Linked DNA regions of Mus musculus: all the other regions are linked to region 2. The links are chromatin contacts, called in public HiChIP or PLAC-seq and promoter capture Hi-C maps. All regions are on one chromosome and are shown on one strand. Each heading gives the region's core, a stretch centred on a gene start, on an enhancer-like site or on the middle of the called end of the contact. The rest is flanking DNA. Distances are from core to core; before and after follow the strand shown. Region 1 holds the start of Traf3ip3 (TRAF3 interacting protein 3). Region 2 overlaps Hhat (hedgehog acyltransferase). Region 3 holds the start of A130010J15Rik (RIKEN cDNA A130010J15 gene).

What was found. Promoter capture Hi-C pulls out the DNA fragments that hold promoters and counts their contacts. HiChIP or PLAC-seq counts read pairs in DNA pulled down with a chosen protein or histone mark.
Region 1: an H3K27ac HiChIP or PLAC-seq map of the HPC-7 cell line shows a contact between it and region 2, with 7 times the contacts expected there. The contact joins the promoter of Traf3ip3 here to the enhancer-like site in region 2. A contact is called at or near these places in 3 of 39 promoter capture datasets (the C10 cell line and pre-B cells) and 4 of 115 datasets of contacts at active chromatin or transcription factors (the 230-238 cell line, the HPC-7 cell line, large pre-B cells and 1 more).
Region 3: a promoter capture Hi-C map of pre-B cells shows a contact between it and region 2. The contact joins the promoter of A130010J15Rik here to the enhancer-like site in region 2. A contact is called at or near these places in 7 of 39 promoter capture datasets (the C10 cell line, the HPC-7 cell line, cranial neural crest and 3 more) and 5 of 115 datasets of contacts at active chromatin or transcription factors (effector CD8 T cells, embryonic basal ganglia, embryonic stem cells and 2 more).

What each region holds. Positions count from the first base shown.
Region 1 is chr1:193,199,796-193,203,302 of GRCm38.p6, forward strand. It overlaps Traf3ip3 (TRAF3 interacting protein 3), which reads right to left and starts at 1,751. Exons shown (of 16, transcript NM_153137.4): 1 at 1,500-1,751; 2 at 1,098-1,203.
Region 2 is chr1:192,752,036-192,755,230 of GRCm38.p6, forward strand. All of the region lies in intron 2 of Hhat (hedgehog acyltransferase), which reads right to left. Among named protein-coding and RNA genes, the nearest start is that of Gm22265, 8.1 kb to the left of the region's middle. Within about 2 kb of position 1,251, at least 165 of the 459 cell types and tissues checked have an H3K27ac peak or open chromatin away from gene starts, as enhancers often do. A contact at or near this core is called in the 230-238 cell line, the HPC-7 cell line, effector CD8 T cells and 2 more, where this site is marked.
Region 3 is chr1:193,171,892-193,174,911 of GRCm38.p6, forward strand. It overlaps A130010J15Rik (RIKEN cDNA A130010J15 gene), which reads left to right and starts at 1,686. Exons shown (of 2, transcript NM_181048.3): 1 at 1,686-1,889; 2 at 2,354-3,020. The coding sequence starts at 2,451. Irf6 (interferon regulatory factor 6) reads left to right here. Exons shown (of 8, transcript NM_016851.2): 8 at 1-145.

The DNA.
Region 1 (3,507 bases), core at 501-3,000, 450 kb after region 2:
AGGTATGTGTGTGTGTGTGGGGGGGGGGGGGTTGCTAAGCCTCAGTGTTCTTATTTATAAGATGGGGCTAAAACTTCCCTTGAAGGGGCATGAACCTTAAAAGACAACACCCAACACCCACACCATATACCTACCACATGGCATATGATAAGCGACAGCCTTTTAAAAATAATAGATATAAAAATATTGTAGTTATCATGGCTGGCGCTGAATACTGAAAACTTGGTGCTGTGAATCAAATGCCCCAGGGAACGCCAGACTGTAGGACAGAGAATGATCAATTTTGCCCTCTGACTCCCCTACTCCCACTCTCAGTTCTGAACAGGGCTTGTAGCTCCATCTTGGAATAATTTTACTGTGGTTCCTGTAGTCTCTGAGTTTGGGTTACAAGGACAAAACACTTCTGTGTGGTCTGGATGTAATCATCAACTCAATTAGGTCAGACAGGAAGTCAAAGAACAGGTAGGTGAAGAAAGGAGATGCCATTATAAGTGTGAGGGCTTAGGCTCCCCACTGTGGGACTTACCAGAGGGAGCTCCCAGGTTCCCTACCTTCCAGACGGGAAGAAGAAAGGTCTGAGGGGTTGAGAACAGGTCTGTGAGGATGTCTCTTCCTGTTCTCCATCTATTGTCTGTAGGGCCACTGAAATATGGCTATTTTACTCTCTGCATCATTAGGTCTTAATGCTTAGGAAGTTGCAATAGGAATGGCTCCCTAGAGAGAGGAGTGTCTCCAAACCCATAGCCTTCTACACCTCCTGGGGTGTGGCGTGACACCTGTATGGAACCACACAGCCTTCTAGGATGGTGGGATCATCCTGGCTTGCTTTAACGCAAGTAGGCTATGGAAAGTCTGATGGACAGGGACAGGCTATAGAAAAAAAGGAACTGGTCCTGTAGTTCAGAAAAAGGTCACAAGGCCACTGCCCAGGATTTCTGTAGTTTCTGAGGTACCCCTGGCCAACATGAAAGGGCCTAGTTAGAGCTCGGAGGAAGGGCTAGTACTGGCTAGGGAAGGCTCTCCTTCCTGCACAGGAAGACAGCAGCACACTGCCCCTCAACTACAGACATGTTGACTTGCCACAGTTTTGCACCTACCTCCTGGCTGTGTATGCAGAGGAGATGATGGGTGGCTTCCTACACGAATCTGGCCTTCTTAGTTCAGAGTTCTCAGCGGGAGCTGAAGAGCCTGTTACAGGGATCCCTACATTGAAGGGATTGGGAAAAGTCATTTAATTTGTGTTATGGATGCAGAGCACACCAACACCAAGCCATGCAACTCACACCTAACCGAAGCCATCAGACGGAGCAGAGCTGGGAGCCATACCCTGTGGTTGCCTGAGGTCTCTAGCACAGGATGTTTTTTTGTCATACAAGCCCCATCGAGTACATTCTACCACCTGCTGCTACGCAGGAGGCTGGCATGGCAGAGCGTATTCTGCCCCACCCTAAGTCAGCAGATCCAAACCAAGATCCCAAAGCATCTTCCTCCACAGTTACCTCAAGTCCCAGGTTCTGTCTCAAGTGTCTCAGGAGAGCCTTCAGCCCTTTCTTTCTAGGTCTCTCTGGTCTCAGAAGGCTGGGGAAGCTGTCAAGCCGAGTTTCTGAAGAAGTTTCTAAACCCCCTCACCATTTTCTTCTTATACTGACGTTATTTTCGCACAGCAGCATGCTGAAACAGGAAACACAAGCCACAGTGTTCACAAACCTCAGTTCCTCTCCTTGCCCTTAGCAATTTGAGAGGGCCCCTGCACTCTTGGGGCCTCCAGGGCTGGTGAGGAAGTCCACCCAGGCACCCACTCTCCAACTACCTGATTGGTCTGCTCTCTGGCAGTTTCAGCCCAGTATTCACTTCCTCTGGTTGGTGCTGTAGCTCGGTAGGTAGAGTGCTTACTTGCCTAGCAAGCACAAAGCCCTAGACTCCACCCCCAGCATTAAAAGCCAGACCTGAAACCCCGGCATTCAGGAAGTAGAGGCAGGAGGACCAGGAGGTCAAGATCATCCATATTGAGTTCAAGGCTAGCCTGAGCTACATGAAACCCTGTTTAAAAAAAAATGTTTTTCTAGGACTACACAGGGATGAATTCTGGGCCATATCTATACCTTGCCACTTCTGTGGTAAGACCCAGGAGGGATGTTTCTCATACCATCTAGCTGTTTGGAGTCTCTTTTTCCCAATACTGGCATTGGGTAGAGTCTCCTGTGGTCTGAAGGATCTGTGTGTTTTGTGGAGTTCCAGATCCTTGAGGGCATCCTGGATTCATGTCTTTATGAGGCAGTGTGGAGGGGTGAAATATGGAGGGCTAGAGGGCAGAAGGCAGGTAGCCAAAAGAATCTGAAAAATCCCAGTGAATTGAACTAAGAAATTTTGGGAAAAATTAAAGAGAACTGATACATTAAAAAGAAACTTACAAATGGGAAATCCCAGAGCAACTCAGGATAGATAAACAGGAAACTGAGTTTGTACAAGTTCAAGGACTGCTCTGCAACCTTCTGAACAAGCCACTCAGTATGGAGACTATACAGTTCGAAATGTGTGAGGCAGGTGTGAGACAGGTGTGAGGCAGGTGTGAGACAGGTATGAAGCAGGTGTGAGGCAGATAATGATATATTCAAGTAGCTAGGATAAGTTTTGTTAACATGGAGAACTTATCACAGTCCTCTTCATGACTGCTATTTCCTCATTCTCTTAAGAGAAAAAGTCAAGAAGTAGGCAGGAAGGAAGCACGCAGGCCAGATTCTTATACTAGAACCCAGACCAAGGAGGCTCCTAGGGTGAGAAATACCCGAGAACACAGGGAGACAGGAGATTGTATCAGAATTGCCATAGATCCTTTTGGACTTTATTAAAAACTATATAGAAATGTATACAGAGATCAAATTCTTATCTATGGCTGGGTACTCTTTGGGTGCTATACTCATGCTACTGGGACTAATGTTAATGCAAGTTCAAAGTCACATAGCATGGGTTCATGAGTACATGGGTACATGAGTGCATGAGTGCATGGGTGCATGAATACATGAGTGCATTACCAGCCCAAGTAATTTATTCTAGAATAAAGCTCCAGGTACTTTTATTAGTCTACTAGTGGTATCTATCTATCTATCTATCTATCTATCTATCTATCTATCTATATGCTGTGGTTTGGATCCCCCAAAGTTCCACATCTCAGAGCCTAGCTCCCCACCTCAGCACTGCTGGAAGGTGCTAGAATCTTGGGAATGGGCTTATTGGGAGGCAGTTAGACTGTTGGTAGTGTGTCCTCAGAGGGGAGAGTCCATCTAGGCTCTTCTCTCCACTTTTTACTTTCTAGTCATGAGGTGAGCTTTTGCCCTATCACGAAGTTCTGCTCTGCTGTTCACCTCATCACAGGCCTGGAAACGTCTGAGGTAACTGATCATGGAATGAACCTTCCAAACTTCTCTCTTCATAACTTATTTTTTGGGGGAGTTTGTTAAGGCGAGGGAAAGCTGATTGACAAACCTTGAGTCTGTCAGGAGGTCTGGG
Region 2 (3,195 bases), core at 1-2,500:
AAATGTAAATGAAGAAAATACCTAATAAATAAAAAAAAAAAGAAAATGGCATACCTGTATCATCATATTCTGGCAAATAAATTTATTATTATTATTATTATAAAAAAAACCTCATAAGCAGACTATGCTACAGCAGAGACATACATGGTAGGATAGGTTTTCCATGACTTTTGAGACCCAGGGCTTCAACCTCTTCTTTCTTCCTCCAATTCTCTCAGAGAATGAGAATGTGGGTCACAAATAACTCAATAAAAACACATGAGATCTGTAAATAGGATGCAAAATAACCAAGGTCAGGAAGACCTCCCAAGCAGACCAAGCCTCCTGAACTCTGAACTTAAGCCAATTGCTGATAGAGCCATGTTCTGGGCAGAGGGGCATGGGGAGATGGCATCATTAGTAGAGTGCTCACTGTACCATGAAGTCTCATGTGCTCATGGAGTCTTGAGTTCAGATCCCCAGGACAAACAGGAAAAGCCTAGTACAGCAGCACACATCTATAAACCCAGTCCCGGAGAGGTGGAAACTGGAGAATCTCCAAGGCTGCAGAGCAGCTAGCTTAGACTAATCAGTGAGAGACCCTGTCTCAAAGCAATAAAGCAGGTAGGGAATGAGGAAGACACTCCACATCATTGCCTGTTTTCTCAACCACCACGTTGCTGTGATTGGTGAAAAGTTCTGTAAGGACAATAACCAACACAGAAGGCAATAACAAAGCAAGCCTGAAAGGGGCTGGGCTAAGAGATCTGGTATCCCTGGAGGAAGGCAGTGACTCAGTAGTTTTGTGAGTGACAAGGACTTGGTCAAGTGCCATCTGACACACTGGAAGCTTTGATGTAAGGACACTGGGAGACAGATTCAATCCTTGGCAACCTGCAGAGCGAGGCACTCAAGTCCTATCACCAAAGTCCCCTCAGTGGCCCCTCTCACCCTCAGCAAGCTCCCTAGGCAAGGCCACCTGTTCAAGGACAGGATCCCTTGCCTCCCCCACCCACATGGTAGAATAAGCTCTCTAAAGTCACCAACCCACTTGCAAACAAATCCTCAATTGCAACAGTTAGTACTTGCCTTTTCACCCAGCCCTTGTCCTGTGAGAGGTTGATGCATTGCATGAACCATGTAAAGGAAAAGGCCCACTTAACAACTGCTGCTGTGTCAAGCTCTCATTATTACAACCGCTGCTGTGTCATGCTCTCATAGACCCAGATTATTAATGGCTGTGCCTGCAGGGCTAACAGGGGAAAGTGAAAGCGTGGGGCAAGCGTGTTCGCTACAGCTGTATCCTACTCTGGAGACAACTGCTACATAATAACAAAGAAATGAGAGGTGGCAAGTCAGACAGAAACTCTGCACCAGGAAAGCTGTTTTTAGATCCCCGGGTGTTAGCACTCGTTTACAAAGACATTAGCAACAGTTCACTGACAGCTAAAGAAGGGGAAGTAGGTGACCTGAAACCTCAAATCTACAGAAGGCAGAAGTCCATTTATGCAAATGTCAGTAACAGGCAACTTCTGCAGAAAGGCATGCTTGCAGACTATTGGGTCAGCAGGATCCCACATGGCTACTTTCATTAGAAAGTGATTATCACAGAAAACAGAAAAGCTGCCAAACTTTGTTCTTTGAGAAAGAAAATAAATCTGCTAAATGGATAAATCTGAACAATTTCTTAAGACAGGGACATAAGGTACATGCAGTATTTGACTCTGGAGTGTGGTCGACACATCCGAAAAGCTCAGGAACCTTGAAAAATATTATCATCACACTGCCTTAAAAAGACAAAGGTAAATATGCTAATAGCCCAGAAACACTTGGGAACTTTTCGAGGAATCTTGCTTCGAAGGGAACTTGGGTAGCCACAAGCTTGCAAGAGAGTGAAAGCAAGCGACAGAGACTTCAGGCACCAGTTACATGGTTTACAAGAAAGGAAGGGGCCCATGGTATACGAAAGAGTCTCGGTGCCATGTTGGAATCTCCAAGGATAAAACCGAGGTCTGACCAGGCACACTCAGAAACTGATTGTCTTTTCAATTCAGAGAAAAGAGGTTGATAAAATACCATGGCCAGGGAAGGTACACAGCAGAAGTCACTGTGGTTGCTCCTGAAAACTTTATTCCCTTAAAATAAAAATATCATTAGCAGGTCAAAAAGAGAAAATCATCTCTCGTCTGATGAGGTACTGCAAGGGAACACAACCCAACACTCATTATTGGTAGTGTTTTTTTTTTATGTCTTTGTGCGTGTGTGCGTGTGTGTGTGTGTGTGTGTGTGTGTGTGTGTGTACACGAGAGTGTATATATTTGTATGTAGAGATCAGAGGACAACCTTGGTTGATGTCCCTCAGGGACACTGTCCACCTTATGTTTTGAAACAAGGTCTCTCACTGGACTGGAACTTGTCAAACAGGTTAGACTAGTGGACCAGCAATCCCTGGGTATCTGCCTGTCTATATCTCCACCCACCTACCCGACTCCTCCACCCTCCACCTCAGTCCCTCACACCACCCCCACCCCTAACCCCCACCTAAGATTACAAACCTTCAGCTTTTTAAAAATGAATTATTTATTTATGTATTTGTTTATTTTGCCACTGAACTCATGAGGATGGTCTGCAGTTCAAGGTCATCCTGGGCTATATAGAAGAACCCTGTCTCAAAACCACAAAAACCAGACGGAGGTGTGTCTCACTTGGTATACTCACTTGGTACTCATTTGGTATTTGTGTATCATTTGGTTGGCTCAGTCCATATCAAGCCCTGGGCTCAGTCCCCAGAAAAAGAAAGAGAAACTAGGCATGGTGAAACGTATCTGTCATCCAGCACTAGGGAGGTGACAACTGGAAGATGGGGAGCTCCAAGCCGTACATAGCAAGTTTGGGGCCATTCAGGGCTGCACAAGACCCTGGTTCAAACAGACAAAATATATATATATATTTTTTAGAGTGTGTGTGTGTGTGTGTGTGTAACTACATGAGTTTATGTGTACCATGAGCATGCAGGTGCCCTTGAAGGCCAGAAGAGGTCTTTGGATCCCTGGAACTGGAGTTACAGACAGTTGCAGGGCACCAGATACGGTTGCTAGGAACCAAAGCAGGGTCTTATGATAGAGCAACAAAAACTTTTAACCCCTGGGGCCTTGCACCAGCCAATAATTTTTTTGAAACCTGAAATACATCAGTATAGTTCCAGTTTACAATTTC
Region 3 (3,020 bases), core at 436-2,935, 420 kb after region 2:
TTTATTGCCAGGTCTTTAGCAGTGTCTGATACAGTGTGTTCTAAGATATTTGTGCTGTAATAAATGACCTACGTCTTTCAATTTGGAGATTTATTGCTAACTATCATGAGAACGTAAAATAAACTTGGGAAGAAAAAAATATAAAGCTAGAGTACTGGTTCTATCAATTTTTAGTACTGACTCCCCCTGAGCTGAGAACCTAAGTTAGACTGGCAGGCCCTACAAACTGATCCTCCTTACATACTGTCTGTCTGTCTTTAACACACTGCTGGTCCTTTTTGGTATGAAGGTACCAGCATAGCACCACTGTAAAACCTCCAGTCTGGGTCTCCATTTTGCTGCCCATAACTTGGGGCCATTTGTCCAGGCTAGAGTTTTCTTAAGATTTCCTTCACAGAAGATATAGGCAAATTCCTTATGTCAACATTTGACCTTCCTATCTGCTGTAAGACTTCTCTGGAGAAAGGAACAAGGCACTTTCTAAGGTCCTAATGGCAGATGAGGGTACAGTTCCACCGAAGTTCAATCTGGGGTACCAAGGAGTCCATTAGGTTTACTTACAAAGCAGTGGGTCAGAGGTTATGGTCAGGGGCATGGGTGGCCTTGAAGCGGCCAGTAAGGATGTTAACTCACCTTTGGCTTCCTAGATGGTGTTCCCCTCCTTAGTTTTGCCCATCCTCCTTGAGGTATAGATAACTCCTTGAGGTATCATTCAATTAGGGTAGACTCTAACCTCAGAACTTCCGAGGCTGAGGCAGGAGGATTGTCATGTTTGAGGAATACATAGCAAGACATTGTCTCAACAAACAAATCCCCACCACAACAGTGTGGCTGTAGAGATGAGACCTGCTTTTTCTCCCAAAGATTTGAATTCCGTTCCCAAAGCCCGTGTTAGGCAGCTCACAATATTTTTAACTTATTCAGCTCCAGGTGACCCTACTCCCTTTTCTGGCTTCCTGGGCACCTGCACAAACTTATGAATGGAAATAAAAATCAATCTTTTAAAATAAGATGATCAGCAAACTGGACTCTCGGGCTTTGAGCTCCATGAAGAAGGTACAATGCAGTACCTCGGCACACTGAGAGTGAATACTCAGGCTGCAGACATACAGTTAGTAGTGTTTGGCACGCGTGAATTCCAGAGCTCAATCCCCAACGCGGCATAAACCAGAGAACGAGAAGTCCCGTTCCGGGCCAGCCCCTGCAACACATAGTACAACAGTACTGGCTCAGCAGTTAATGGCACTTGCTCAGCAGGCTGGCTTCCTGAGTTCAGTACCTCGGACCCTCTTACAAGGTGGAAGCGAGAGCTGACAGGGCGCCATTGTGCACGCCCACACAATAAGGCGATTTTTAAAAAAGGAGTGAATATGCATGGCCTTGGCATACCTGTCAAGTTCAGAATTTAGGTACATTAAAAAAATAATAATACAAAATAAAGCTTTACAGCATTGCCCACAGGAGAGGTGTCCCTTATTCCGCGGACTGACAACTGGCGGTCCCAGCGGCTTCTCCCCCACTTCCACTTCCGCCTCGCAAGGCCCGCCCGCAGGGGCTCTACCGGAAGGGGCGGGTCTAAGGTGGCTTTACCTCCCACTCCGTCCGCAGCCTCTTCAAAGGTTCTGGCTTGCGTTTGCTTTTCAAATGACGTCACGGAAAGGCGGAGTAAGCCAGTGCGCATGCACGTCAGGCTGTCTTTCCCTGGGCTTCTGCACACACTGTCGGGTTTTCACAGTACCGAGTGTGGGGCGTGGGAGGGCACTACGCCGCTGGCGGGCAGGCGGAAGGGCTTCCTGCGCCCCCGAACCTGCGGCGGAAATGCTAGCCGAGTGTCTTGAGGCAGAGCGCTTCCTTTTGTAACTAGTCTACCACCGCGTAGGCACGTGTGGGTAGGTGTGGCGGTGGGAGCGTGCCTTCCTAGAAGGGAAGAGGGTCCAGCAAGTGTTAAACTGGCTCGTGCCCCAGTTCTAGCGGCTTCTCTTACCTGAGTGTCGCAGGGTGAGGCGGTGATTACTCCGCGTTGTAGCTTATGCTGGTTTGATCAGGCTGCTGTGAGCGCTCTGTGGAGATCTGTCTGAGGAGCTGGCAATGGAGAGCTTACAGGCGCTGAAGTTTAGAGCCCAGAGTTCTGTCCCAGTTGGACAGTTTTGGGAGAAGTGGTAACTTTTGCTGTAAGGTTTGAATCCCAGAGCATAAATTGCACCAGGTAAAAGTTAGAATCGAAGCCAGAGACAATGTAAATGTGACTAGAAGGACGATTTCGTAAACTTAAGTCTGCCAGAGAAATGGGGTGCAGCATTGGTGACCCCATCTTGACAGTATTAACGATTTCCCCCTACCATATTGTTTCTAGGATCTTTCTCAAGTGCTGGGAGCTGAACTGTGTGTGGCCCAGGGAAAGGAACTGTGGCTAGCTAAGGAGGCCATATGTCATGTAACTTCCAGATCTTATGTCAACACCAAGCCCTCAGCTGCTGGTGGCAGCTGCTCAGCAGACTCTGGGCATGGGCAAGAGAAAATGCCCACCTCGAGCTACCTGCCTTCACCTGGCAGGAGAGGTGCTGGCTGTGGCCCGCGGGCTGAAGCCAGCTGTACTCTATGATTGCAACTCTGCAGGAGTATTGGCGCTCCAAAGTTATCTGGAGGAACTACAGGGGCTGGGCTTCCTGGAGCCAGGACTTCACATTCTTGAGATTGGAGAGAATAACTTTATTGTCAGTCCTGAGTATGCCTGTCAGCATTTGGAACAGACACTGCTTGGTACTGTAGCTTTCGTGGACGTTTCCCGCTCCCAACCTCATCCTTCTGTCCGGTCGGTGGACCAGCTCCCGGACTTGAAATCTCTCATAGCTGACGTCATCACACGTTTTCGAGGACTTAAGAAAGATGTGTCTCAGGGAGTCTCCTACACCAGGCTACATTCCTCAGACTGGAATCTCTGCACTGTATTTGGGATACTCCTGGGATATCCAGTCTCTTACACATTTGACCTGAACCGTGAAGATGACAACTGCTTAACC